Linked DNA regions of Mus musculus: region 2 is linked to region 1. Evidence: chromatin contacts called from public HiCAR-type data. All regions are on one chromosome and are shown on one strand. The core of a region is the stretch at or near the end of the contact, and the rest is flanking DNA. Distances in the headings are between cores, read along the strand shown.

Evidence for each region. HiCAR-type assays count read pairs that join an accessible place to other places.
Region 2: a HiCAR-type map of astrocytes shows a contact between it and region 1, with 4 times the contacts expected there. The contact joins two enhancer-like sites.

What each region holds. Positions count from the first base shown.
Region 1 is chr5:85,239,115-85,242,065 of GRCm38.p6, forward strand. No RefSeq gene overlaps it. Among named protein-coding and RNA genes, the nearest start is that of Gm35251, 470 kb to the right of the region's middle. Within about 2 kb of position 1,552, at least 31 of the 459 cell types and tissues checked have an H3K27ac peak or open chromatin away from gene starts, as enhancers often do. A contact at or near this core is called in astrocytes, where this site is marked.
Region 2 is chr5:85,770,860-85,773,810 of GRCm38.p6, forward strand. No RefSeq gene overlaps it. Among named protein-coding and RNA genes, the nearest start is that of Gm24626, 57 kb to the right of the region's middle. Within about 2 kb of position 1,417, at least 29 of the 459 cell types and tissues checked have an H3K27ac peak or open chromatin away from gene starts, as enhancers often do. A contact at or near this core is called in astrocytes, where this site is marked.

The DNA of each region.
Region 1 (2,951 bases), core at 302-2,801:
ATGGTGGCACTCATGGCTCTAGCTGCATACGTAGTGGAGGATGATCTAGTTGGTCATCAATGGGATAAGAAGCCCTTGGTCTTGTGAAGGTTCTGTGCCTCAGTATAGGGGAATGCCAGGGACAGGAAGCAGGAGTGGGTGGGTTGATGAACAGTGAGTGGGGAAGGGATAAGGGATTTTCAGAGGGAAAATGAGGAAAGGGGATAACATTTTAAATGTAAATAAAGAAAGAAAAAAATCTCATGTATATGCAAAAAAAGTAGAAAATAAAAATAAAGTATCTTAGGATTATTTTCAAACACTTAGGAAACAACAATGTAGAACTGTGAAGATATCATGTGCCTAAAATTCCTTAACTGCTCAGCCCATTCCAACACTCTCAGATGCCTTCTTCACACAGCCCTGTCTCATATTTCATTGCCATGCTTGCCAATCAGTTACAGTCTTTGGCCCCATGTCACTTTCATCCTATTGGATGACTGTCATGGGAGCTGCCCAATGGTGCGCTGCTAATGAGGCAGCTTAAAGAGCAGCTGGGGATGTGCAATTGCTGGATTAGGGTCAAGGCCAAGAGAGAAAATAGATGGGAGAGATACAGCCTGAATGACTGCCAATAAACAGGAGTTCTATTATCCTGCTAAAGCAGGACATTCATTACCATCTATTGCAACATAATTTGGGTTCAGTCAAGCTGTCTCCCTCTCCCTTTGGATTTACAATTCATAAACCACAAAGGGTCCAAAGGGTGCATTGTCCCTTGTAGCTATGTAACCCAGGGTGAGCGAGAAGCACGGCAGAAATGAATGAGCTATGCAGTCCCTAATGTGAGCACCATCAGGACTGACACCTTGGAACTGTGACATAAGGTGCAGGCATCATGCCAAAATTGTTTTACATCTCTCTGGTGCCAGTGTGCTCATTAAGCAAAAACAAAGTAAAAATACCTTGTTTGTTCTTTCGAAAATTAGAGTGTGGTCCTTATAGCCAGTATCTTCATGATAGTTTCCTCTTGTCACTGGTGAGGTGGCTGCATGAAAACAAGAATGGTTTGTTGATGCTTCATCATGCAAACTTATATGTGTATATGTGAATGTATGTATGTATGGCTGGGTGGATTATATAATATATAAATGTATATGCATTTCACGATTTTCTCAGTCTCAGAGAATAATCTCTATATTTTTAGTAGTTTTATATTGTTCTATGTATAAATACTATTATGAAGAAAATGTTCTCATGTCTTTTTTTTTCTTATATAAGAGTGGATTCCTCTAAATAGTGTAAATGTGTCTCTTCATTTTTCTTTGTGCCTCTACTGATCTTTTTCAATTACATCCCCTATTATCATTTGGATTCAGTGCTAAAGTCCACCTGCCACATGAACTAATGGGACTATAGTGGTATTGTCTATGTTCTGTAATTAGTTTAAAAGGCAAATGAGCTTGGTGAAAGAAGCAAGTTCTGTAATTCAGAGCAAATTAACCAATGCACAGTGAAGACAATAAATCACTGTAGTAAAGTGAAAGGAAGGAAATGTAAAACTCTCCTGTTTCAATTGGATTGGGAATGGAAAATCCTAGAGGACATCCTCACACTCTCACTACTGGGTCAGATCTACAAGTCCAGGGGAGAGGACTTGAAAGCCACAGTAGACATGTTCTTTTTACTCTTATGACTTGAACATATAAGGCACACATAATTTGCAGATTTGGACTTGCGTCATTCATCCACACAGGTTTATTTGCTTATTGAGATTTTATTCTTAAGTCGGTGTAAGTGTCAAATTTACTACAAATCATATCTTAATCTCCACATATGCTTTATGGAAAATTTATCTTATTGTTCCCAAGTTATAAAGTTTTGAATTGAAATTTTCACAAGTGTAGGTATTTCAAATGGTCCCTCCAAACAACACTTAGTAATAGTTGAAAACATCTGCATCTGATTCTTCCTATCACTTTATAAATATGTTATAAATATTAAAAACACACATCATTCTGTTTAACCAATAAAGACAGTTTCTTCTTGGTGAAGTCAGGACATTTATTTTTATTATGGCTTTCAACTTTGTAATAGTGTAATTTTTACTGGAATTTTGAAGTCCAATAACTGAAATTATGTTTAAATATATGAATATTATTTATAGTTTGTAGATATAGTTTGTAGGTAGAAAGTGTAGATTTTTTTCCATTTAAGATAATGTGAATCATGTCATCAATAAAATGTCTATGTCCCACACTAAAATATGTTGCATTGTATTTTCATTTTATAGCCTTCCTTAATTAATGTATTATCTAGGGGATATATATGCCAGCTATTTTATTCAAACCTGCAGTGTTTTATTTTAATAAAACATTAATGAAATACATGATTGGGAGTAACAACTTAGTCATAACATATTAGAACTACTGAGGTTTTGTTTTTCAGATTTTTAATGACTCCTTTTCTGAGGTTAATTTTTTTTATCCCCATTTTTTTCCAAAATAAATTCTTACATTAGATTATGGTTAATTTTTACTTTAAGAAACATAAAATCTAAGAAATAACATTGGAGGTATATCCTTACAAAATTTTTGTCTAGGATATTGAATAGAAATAGAAAAGCAGAGAAATAGGAGAGAGAAAGAACAGAGAGAGGGAAGAGAGGAAGAGTTTAGAAAGTTCATTCTTCGATTCTGTCAAGAGGATATTACCTTGTTGGGATGAAAGAAGTGATTGATACAGAGCAAAGGAAGTTGAAGGTAGAAGCTGGGTCTTTTTGTGACTGTCCATCTAGACAAGAACAAGGAGAAGGCTCAGGTACTCTGAGTAATTTCAACACAAAAACCACATTTGCTTGTGATGCTGGATCTTTCCTGGAACAAAACATTTTATTGACTACCTCCCACAGGTTGCAAGAAACTAGAGATGATTATAATTTGGTGATGATAATGTAATGATATTGGAGAATA
Region 2 (2,951 bases), core at 167-2,666, 530 kb after region 1:
GAGAGAGAGAGAGAGAGAGAGAGAGAGAGAGAGACTCTATATGTGGGTTTGAACAGTTAGTCAGCTTTAACATGGTTTTCACATTTGAGCTCTACATGGGGTGCATTAGAGTAAGAATTTAAATTTAACTTCTGTGTCCATAAAAGGATTTGATCTAACTGGACATTATTAAAATTTATCATCATCATTATTATTAATTGTTTATATTAAAGTGATTTTTATTTGCTTCCTTTGTTCTATTTGCCTTCTTATTTCAGTACTTTATGACCCAAATATTAGAAAAATGGTTTCATTCTGAGAGAATATTAAACTATAAGATTCGTATGGTATTTCCTTTAATTAAATAACTCGTTTAATGTGAGAAATAAGTAAAAACTCTATAATTTTAGAGGTAAGAAGTATTACTCATAAGAACTCTCTCTCTCTCTCTCTCTCTCTCTCTCTCTCTCTCTCTCTCTCTCTCTCTCTCTCTCCACAATGACATAAAAGTATAGAAAAATTGATGGCTTCATGGATGGCAATTTTGATGTTGCTTGGTTTGAGGTAGAAGAACTAAACATGATGGATTGGAGGGGGAAACCACAATTGTTCCTTAACTGAATGCAAGGTTCTCTGAAAAGAGGCATCCAGTGCATCTGGAAAGGGGAGTGTGCTATCTCCTCTCCCTCCTTAAACTCACACTGAAGCAGGGACTGTGATTTAAAACTCATCTATACACTTTCCTCCAAAGAAGAAATTATTAGCACTTTCAGGAGATGCAGAGCTCAGGCATCCTATCGATGTGGACATAGAGCATGAAAATGAAATGTTAAAGCAGAGATTGGGAAAAGAGCTGAAAAGTCTAAAAATAGCAAGAAAAATTATAGAGAAATTTCTTATAAACAACAAGAAGAAACAAATTCCAGGTATTAGTGGAATTTTAAATTAAAATTTTTGTTTTTGCCAAAACGGGAGCTATTGGGGGTAGAACAGATGTTTGGTCTTTGAAATGAACAGAGATTTTCTACAAGCAAGTAAGTCACCAAATACTTCTTAGTTCATAAACAATATACTCATATATTATGGGAGAGCCATTTGTAATTCTGTATTTTACACAATGAAATCATATTATTCAAAGCATTCTGAAGCAGTCAATGAAAAGTAATTGTAAATCTCTACTATTGTCAACCGTGGCACAAATCTCAGGACACATGATGGAATATAATAATAGGAACAGGAATCATTCTGGCTAACCCGTGAGAAAAGATCTATTACTTCAGCTCTAGCAGCACTGGTGGGGTTTCAAAAGATTCAGTTCGCTAATTGCAATATGCAAATTAATCAGGAAATGAATGTCTATTCTTACTTTCACTTTGACTGCCTGTTGGACTCACAGGCACCCAGTAGGAGGCTGCAGTACTCCTCCTGCCCTCACTAGTTTCCCCCATCCCAGCTGTGGTGGTTTGAATGAGAAGTGCCCTAGGCATCTGAATACTAGGCCCCACTTGGTGGTGGTGTTTTGGTAAAAATACAAGGTCTGGCCTTGGCAGACTAAGTATGTCTCTGGGAGCAGGCTTTGAGGTCTCAAAAGCCATGTGCTGGTTTTAGTCCCTGAGCCCGGGGGAGGGGGGGGAGCGGTATCTGTTGTCTACTTGTCCGTCTGTCTATGTCCTTCTCCCTCTCCCCTTCCTCTCTCTCTCTCTCTCTCTCTCTCTCTCTCTCTCTCTCTCTCTCTCTCTCTCTCTCTCCATAAACCCCAAATAAACTCCTTATTTGTCACCACTCTGGTCAGATCAGTGTTCTACTCCACTCCTTTAATAAATTATTATCTTATCTACTCATTGGCAAGTCTGGATGCCTAAATTACCAGTTCATATCCTATGACCATTTAATATTCTGTCTCGTCGTCTCCATTTCTTCTAAAGAATTTGCTTTGCATTCTAAAAATTAATCTTTTCTTGTCTTTGCTTGTAAATATTCTCTCCAAAGCACTCAGCTAGCTCCTCTGCATCCTCTAGTGGCAAAAATCTTTCAGCATAACCAAGCATAGATATCAGTCTCCTTGGAATTTAGACTTTGGGGATTTCATCTAACAGTGCGACCCCTCTGTTATACTACAGCATATCCACTCTGTTTCCTTGTAGTGGTGGATATAACATTTGAAAGAGAGGAAGTGGAGTCTGTGGTTGGAAGAACGGAACATGCATGAGATTTGCTTTTCTCCATATTTAAAGGCAGACTTTCCAGGGTCGTACGTTAACATGACCCTTCCTCTCACTTTCCAGTCAACATTCATCATGGACTCTACCCTGCAAAAGCCAAAATAGAGACTTTCAATGACATTGAAAAACCTGTGTAAAGGTAATGAATAACGTGTATCTCCTGTTCTCATGCACAAACTCACTATGACTTAAATTTTAAGAAAGAGTTCTTATAATATTTGTATTTATTCTTTGGACTTTTCCTATGTGGGTACAATGTGTCTTGATCACATTTAGTCACTGCTGGCTGCTTCAAACTTCTTTCAAGGCACCCTCAACACATCTTGATCTCACCTTCATGTCCTATGCCCGTGGTATAGTCATGGCAAAAATATGAATAGGGATAACTAAGAACTATATTTTATGGGGTATTGGTTAGCACCTTTTATTCTTCAAATTCCTTTGCCTTTTAAAACTTCTGTCCTCATTTAAGGGTTTCACCTTATGAAATGGCCATCTTTCCAGCCTCTACCTCGGGTTTTCCTGAAGTCCTACATATTTTTTTGGCAGAGATGCAGCTCAAGTTTTTCCACATGTACATCACTGCTCTCCTTGAGATAAGTTGTGAGACTGTTTTAAAATTATCCAATGTTCTTAGTTGTAAATTGGTAATCAAATCTCATGCTTCAAGAAATAAAGTAATTACTGAAGGATTTAGAAAACAGAGCATACTTTATCCACAAACAGCACTGTCTAAGTCACTAGTGGATT